2 separate regions of the Mus musculus genome follow, and region 2 is linked to region 1. A link is a contact called in public promoter capture Hi-C data. All regions are on one chromosome and are shown on one strand. The core of a region is the stretch at or near the end of the contact, and the rest is flanking DNA. Distances in the headings are between cores, read along the strand shown.

What was found. Promoter capture Hi-C pulls out the DNA fragments that hold promoters and counts their contacts.
Region 2: a contact with region 1 is called in a promoter capture Hi-C map of pre-B cells, with 7 times the contacts expected there. The contact joins the promoter of Nmi here to the enhancer-like site in region 1. A contact is called at or near these places in 2 of 39 promoter capture datasets (liver and pre-B cells), 1 of 115 datasets of contacts at active chromatin or transcription factors (large pre-B cells) and 1 of 9 other capture datasets (liver).

The regions. Positions count from the first base shown.
Region 1 is chr2:49,416,060-49,419,118 of GRCm38.p6, reverse strand. No RefSeq gene overlaps it. Among named protein-coding and RNA genes, the nearest start is that of Gm25215, 19 kb to the right of the region's middle. Within about 2 kb of position 1,593, at least 120 of the 459 cell types and tissues checked have an H3K27ac peak or open chromatin away from gene starts, as enhancers often do. A contact at or near this core is called in pre-B cells, where this site is marked.
Region 2 is chr2:51,971,817-51,974,875 of GRCm38.p6, reverse strand. Nmi (N-myc (and STAT) interactor) reads left to right here and starts at 1,668. Exons shown (of 9, transcript NM_001141949.1): 1 at 1,668-1,967; 2 at 2,249-2,288.

The sequences.
Region 1 (3,059 bases), core at 344-2,843:
AAACATCATGGCCAAGAAGCAAGTTGGGGAGGAAAGGGTTTATTTGGCTTACACTTCCATACTGCTGTTTATTATAAGGAAGTCAGGACTGGAACTCAAGCAGGTCAGGAAGCAGGAGCTGATGCAGAGGCCATGGAGGGATGTTCCTTACTGGCTTGCTTCCCTTGGCTTGCTCAGGCTGCTCTCTTATAGAACCCAAGACTGCCAGCCCAGAGATGGTCCCACCCACAAGGGGCCTTTCCCCCTTGATCACTAATTGAGAAAATGTCTTACAGCTGGATCTCATGGAGGCATTTCCTCAACTGAAGCTCCTTTCTCTGTGATAACCCCAGCCTGGGTCAAGTTGACACATAAAACCAGTCAGTACAGGGGGTAAGATAAATACAGAACGGGGATTTGTTCAGCTACCGTAGTAGAGGCGGCAAGCATAGGTGAACCTCCCTTTCAAGTTCTCTAGGCACAACATCCCAGGGACCCTTTTAGGGTTTTTCATGAGTTATTTCATCCTGAGTCACTCAGAAATCTTACCAGAAATGGTATTTGGGAAATTCATTCATGGCTGCAAACATGATGAAGACACTAAGGAGTGATGGAAATGATCGTGGATGCTGTGAAAACAACCTACTACACTTTGCAAAGAGAAGCCTGCTTCTCTGTCTGCTCCCGTGACAGATTTTTCCAGACTTCATGCAGGAAAACTAGGCATGGGACACAGGAAACAGGGCTCAGGAGTGTGTGCAGACAGCCCTGTGCCCTCATCTCCTCATGAGCAGTTCACTTCTCTATGGAGCCTTTGAACTTGTCTGATGCTAACGTCTTCCCATACTCCAAAGGCTAGAATCTTCAGAGGCTCAGCTGCCAGGCTGGTGCCTAAGAGGGACAATGGCAATAGTGAGAAGTCATTCAGGGTCCTGGCACTGGGAAGAGGCAGAGACCTCGAGGAAGTCTATGAATGGCTTCTGATGCCGTTTAGAGAGTATGAAGTCTTCCTTTCTCCTTTTGCTGAAAACTCCCACTGGAACTGAAAGGAACCTCTGTCTGATTTATTTCAAAAGAGAGTCTGTAAAATAAATAAATAAATAAATATGCTGAACATTATACAAGTAGCTCCTTACTGGCTAATTTTCAGAGCTAAATATCTGAACTGCTCAAAAATACTTTTTTCTTACTATTCAAAGGGAATGAGAATGGCACTTGACATCAGATACATTTTTTAAATATACATATTCTCTCTGTCTGCTGGAAAGATTTAAGCAGGTTCAGAAACAATTTTTAGGGAGTGAGCTGGTCCCTAACAAGTGTTCATCACGACAAAGTCAACTTCAGAAAGGAACGGTGTTCTTGCCCACAGTACTCTACGGTATTGTTATTATTTGGGATCAGCAAACTCTGAGATTTCTAAGACGCAGCAGAGCCATCCTGTTTCCATGTTCATTTGCCAGGTGAAAAAGTTAGAAAGAGTATGGCAGGGTCCCTCTAGGGTCATGGCTTATTCGAGGTGTGGAATTTAGCAAGCCATATAAGCAATATGTAAAGGAAGATGTGCACCACCACCTCACTTCCTGCACATCCAGGAAGCAGGCACAAAGACGGAAGCAACCATGCTTCAGAGGTAGGTAGAGCTGCTGCAACAAGATCATTCAAAATGAGGCTGAGTCATTTAACTGACAAAGACCCATTCGGATCACTGCAACAAGCATTGAGAGCAGTGGTTCTTTTGCCTCTGGAGTGGTCTATAAAGGATCAAGGGACCCAAGAAGAACCACACATCCTAGCCACCAAGGGCATGAGAACCGCGGTGGAGTCAGGCGAGGGAGAGAGGAACTGTCACATTCGTCCAGTTCCTACCGTCAACACTAAGCTGTTCTTCCTCATCTTGTTATTTCTGCCTTTTTTTTTTTTTTAGTGTTTGCTTCCTCATCTCGTAGTTTCTGTTTCCTTTGGCCTTTCTGCTCATGCATAGACCCAGTGGCACCTTGTAATTTCTCTCAGTGCTCCTCGGCTTCAGCCCCAGATTCGGCTTTGCTTGGCCTCATTTACTGCTTCCTCATCCTGTCTTCTAAGGAGAGTTTTATAGCCTGGCTCATCCTCTCCTGTTCAGTAGCCCCTCTATCCTGTGGTCTGCCTTCTGTGGTTTCCGTTACTCATGGTTAATGTCAGCCTGGAAATTATTAAGTGGCAAGTGCCATAAATAAATAATTTATAAATTTAAAAATTGTTAGCTTTTCTTCTCTCTCTCTCTCTCTCTCTCTCTCTCTCTCTCTCTCTCTCAACGTTTCTTTTCTTCCTCTCTTTCCAGGGTTTTGCTATATAGGTTAGTCTTCAAATTTGCACACCGCCTTCCTAGTCCTGCCATGTCTTCCCATTCAGCTCTCCCTCCCCCCTTTGTCTCTGTCTCTTTGTCTCTCAGCATCTCTACCTCTCTGTGTGTCTCTCACTCTTTGTCTCTCTGTCTCTCTCCTTCTTTGATATTGTGTGGATATGGAGCACAGGGCTTTGTGCTATTGCATGCTAGAGCAGCACTTCATTACTGAACTACATCTTCAGTCTGTGTGTGTGAGTGTGTGTGTGTGAGTGCGTGTGTGCATGCGAGTGTGTGTGCATTCGAGTGTGTGTGCATACGAGTGTGTGTGCATGTGTGTGTGAGAGTGTGTGTGTGAGTGCATGTGTGTGTGTATGTAAGTGTGTGAGTGCATGTGTGTGTATGTGAGTGTGTGTGTGACTGTGTGTGAGTGTGTGTGTGTGTATGAGTGTGTGAGTACATGTGTGAGTGTGTGTGAGTGTGTGTGTGTAGGTAAGGTCTGACAGCATTGCCAAGACTGGCCTCGTCTCCTGTCTCTGCCTTCCCAATGCTGTAATAATAAGTGTGTTCCATCATGACCATCTCACCCTCAAGTTTCTTGTTGAAAGACAGCAACGTAAGATCAGACATGAGAGAACACAGAGAGTGAGCATTTCCTACCTCACCTCTTCTGCCCTTGATACTGTGATCTTTCAGTGGCCTTATCTCTCTAGATTCCATCTCTTATTACTTGGCTCCTTCAGCTGTTCAGTTTCTT
Region 2 (3,059 bases), core at 419-2,918, 2.6 Mb before region 1:
AAGGCCGTTTTAAAGATCTTGTGTTGTAAAGGTTAAAGCTATTATTCTGCCGTGTAGAACTGGTTTGCTTAGGGACTTGGCTGTGACTTCTCAGCTGATTTCTCGGAACAATAACTTTCTTTTTGGCAACCTGGGATTTCAGCATAAGTGACTTCGCTTTTGCTCTGGAACTCAGTCCAAATCAATGACTTCTTATGAGTTTTAATTGACATATTCATGGTCCTGCTCAAATTCAGAAGAAAACCTAAGTAATACTCAGACCACTTCTTTCTTTCTTTTTTTAAAAATTTTTTTAATTAGGTATTTTCCTCATTTACATTTCCAATGCTATCCCAAAAGTCCCCCATACCCACCCCCCCCCACTCCCCTACCCACCCACTCCCCCCTCCTGGCCCTGGCGTTCCCCTGTACTGGGGCATATAAAGTTTGCAAGTCCAATGGGCCTCTCTTTCCAGTGATGGCCGACTAGGCCATCCTTTGATACATATGCAGCTAGAGACAAGAGCTCCGGGGTACTGCTTAGTTCATATTGTTGTTCCACCTATAGGGTTGTAGTTCCCTTTAGTTCCTTGGGTGCTTTCTCTAGTTCCTCCATTGGGGGCCCTGTGATCCATTCAATAGCTGACTGTGAGCATCCACTTCTGTGTTTGCTAGGCCCCCACTTGTTTCTTTTTTAAAATAAGTAATTTGTTTATTCACTTTATATCCCAACATCAACTCTTCCTCTCCTCCCAGTCCCACCCTCTCACATCTTCTCAGCCCTTCCCCATCTCCTTTCCGAAGGGGAAACCCACCCCTGTGTATTACGTCCGGATAGCCCCATTCCTTATCCAGTGCACCACTCACTGAGTGTTTGTTCTTTCTAATTGGGCTGACAACTCAAAAGAAACCCTTAACCTGTTTTAAAAGACAGGGTCTTACTATGTGGCTCTGGTGTCACTGAAAAGTAGGTCCTATCACTGCCTTCACCACCCCCACCCCCCTCCCCGTGTCCACATCCTACCCAGACAAGGTCTCTCTGTGTAGCCTTAGCTGTTCTGGAACTCTGGCCTTCAACCTTCAACTCACAGAGATCCTGCTACCAACTAGGGGCCCCATCACTTTTTTTTTTTTTTTTTTTTAAGACAGGGTTTCTCTGCATAGCCCTGGCTGTCCTGGAACTCACTCTTAAGACCAGGCTGGCCTCGAACTCAGAAATTCACCTGACTCTGCCTCCCAAGTGCTGAGATTAAAGGCGTGCGCCACCACTGCCCGGCTCCATCACTGTTCTTGATGGAAAGAATTTTGCTTCTGCCAAGTGCATCATTTTATTCCGAGCCGTTAGTTAGTATGCACAGATATAGAGCGCCACCATGTAGAAGGGAGGCCCTGATAGCTCTTTGCTGTCTTCCACAGCTCTGTGCTCATGTGCTGCCTAGCTGTGGAGTAACCAGTTCTTGATGTAGGATTAGGGAACACTGCCGTTCTTGACGGAAGCCAGCTATTTTTCTAGCAAAGGAAAAGTTCACATCTAGCGATGTGTTTGTTTACAAAATCTTCACAACAAAAACAAAGCTTAGAAGAAAACTTTCAAGGGTCATAAAATCCAACCCAGGAAGCAGCTTTCTCAGCTTCCTGGTTTATCTTGTGCTTGTGTCAAACTTTATAACCGTCTAAAAAGTTACAGAGAGAGGATTTGCATAGAGAGCTCTGGTTTCCATCCAGCTTTTCAACAGCGTGTTCCGCATAATGCACATAAATAAGCTTTTCTAAGCAGGTCTCGGAGTTACTGCCAATAATAAGAGACAGCAGCAATGGCGCCCTGGACGAAGTCCTCAGGGCATGGAGCAGAAGCATCCTGTTTCTAATAACCGAAAGTGAAAGTAAGGCCTGGGACTGAGCGCTGCTCGTCGCTGAAGCCAGGTTAGTGTTTTCGAGGTAGAGTTCAGTTCTAAGGCACCGGCTTCCGGGAGCTGCGCAGCGAGCGGGTGAGTGCTTGATCCATCCTCGGTCCGCCGCGTCCCTGCGGTCCCACCACCCGCGCTCAGGGATGCTCCACCCGGCGCGCGGTGGGCGGCGGCTTCCAGCGCCGCGACTCGGGGTCTGGGTCCCCAGTGCGCTGCCTGGAGACTCGCCCGCTCCAGGCGCTCCGGCCATGGGTTGCTTCCCTTCCTGGGAAAAGGAAACTTACAGTCATTGGGACTGGCTCCAGAAGGTTCTTAGAAAAATGGATTTCTCAGGAAGACTATTATTTGTATTTCTTTGGCAGGTGCTGAGTTCTGTAGTCCTGCCTCACTTTTTCAGAATATGTAAGTTGTTGTTGTTGTTGTTGTTGTTGTTGTTGTTGTTGTTGTTGTTGTTGTTTTTGGAAGGAGATGTTGAAAGGAGAATATTCAATGTAAGTTCTAGCGGGCACTGGTTTGGGTTAAGAGGACTCCTGCTCCAAAGGCACCCGAGCTACCTTGTGTGCCCCGAAGGAAACTTCCTGTGTCCTGTCCAGCCAGGAGAGAGGGAAAGCAGCAGGTTCCACTGGGCCAGAGAATGAAATCACCTCTCCTTTACTCCCCACAAAAAGCTCTTGAACATTCACCAATCAGTTATTCTGTTCCGGTCTCCCCGGCCCTGACTTGCAGAGAACTTAACTGTGAACCAATCAGTTCAGTTTCTGCATTTTCAGCTTTCTTCTCTGCCTATAAAGCAAACTTCTGCATAGCAGTGAAAACATTTGAGGCAACTGCTTTCTATTTACATTGTGCTGGCTTTGAACTCTTGATCCTCCTGTTACAGACCTGTGCCACTACACTCAGACAGACCACTTACTCGATTTATTCAATCAAGTGTGCCCTGATTGTAAAAGAAATTCAATTAGGATCTTTTAATTGTTAACATTGTATCCATCTTTTGACTTGTTTCTGGTCTATACAACATGGATACATTATAATTTCTTCCTTCCTTCCTTTCTTTTAATTTAATGTATATGAGTACTCTGTAGCTCTCTTCAGACACACCAGAAGAGGGTATCGGATCCCATTACAGGTGGTTGTGAACCACCATGTGGTTGCTGGGAATTGAACTCAGGA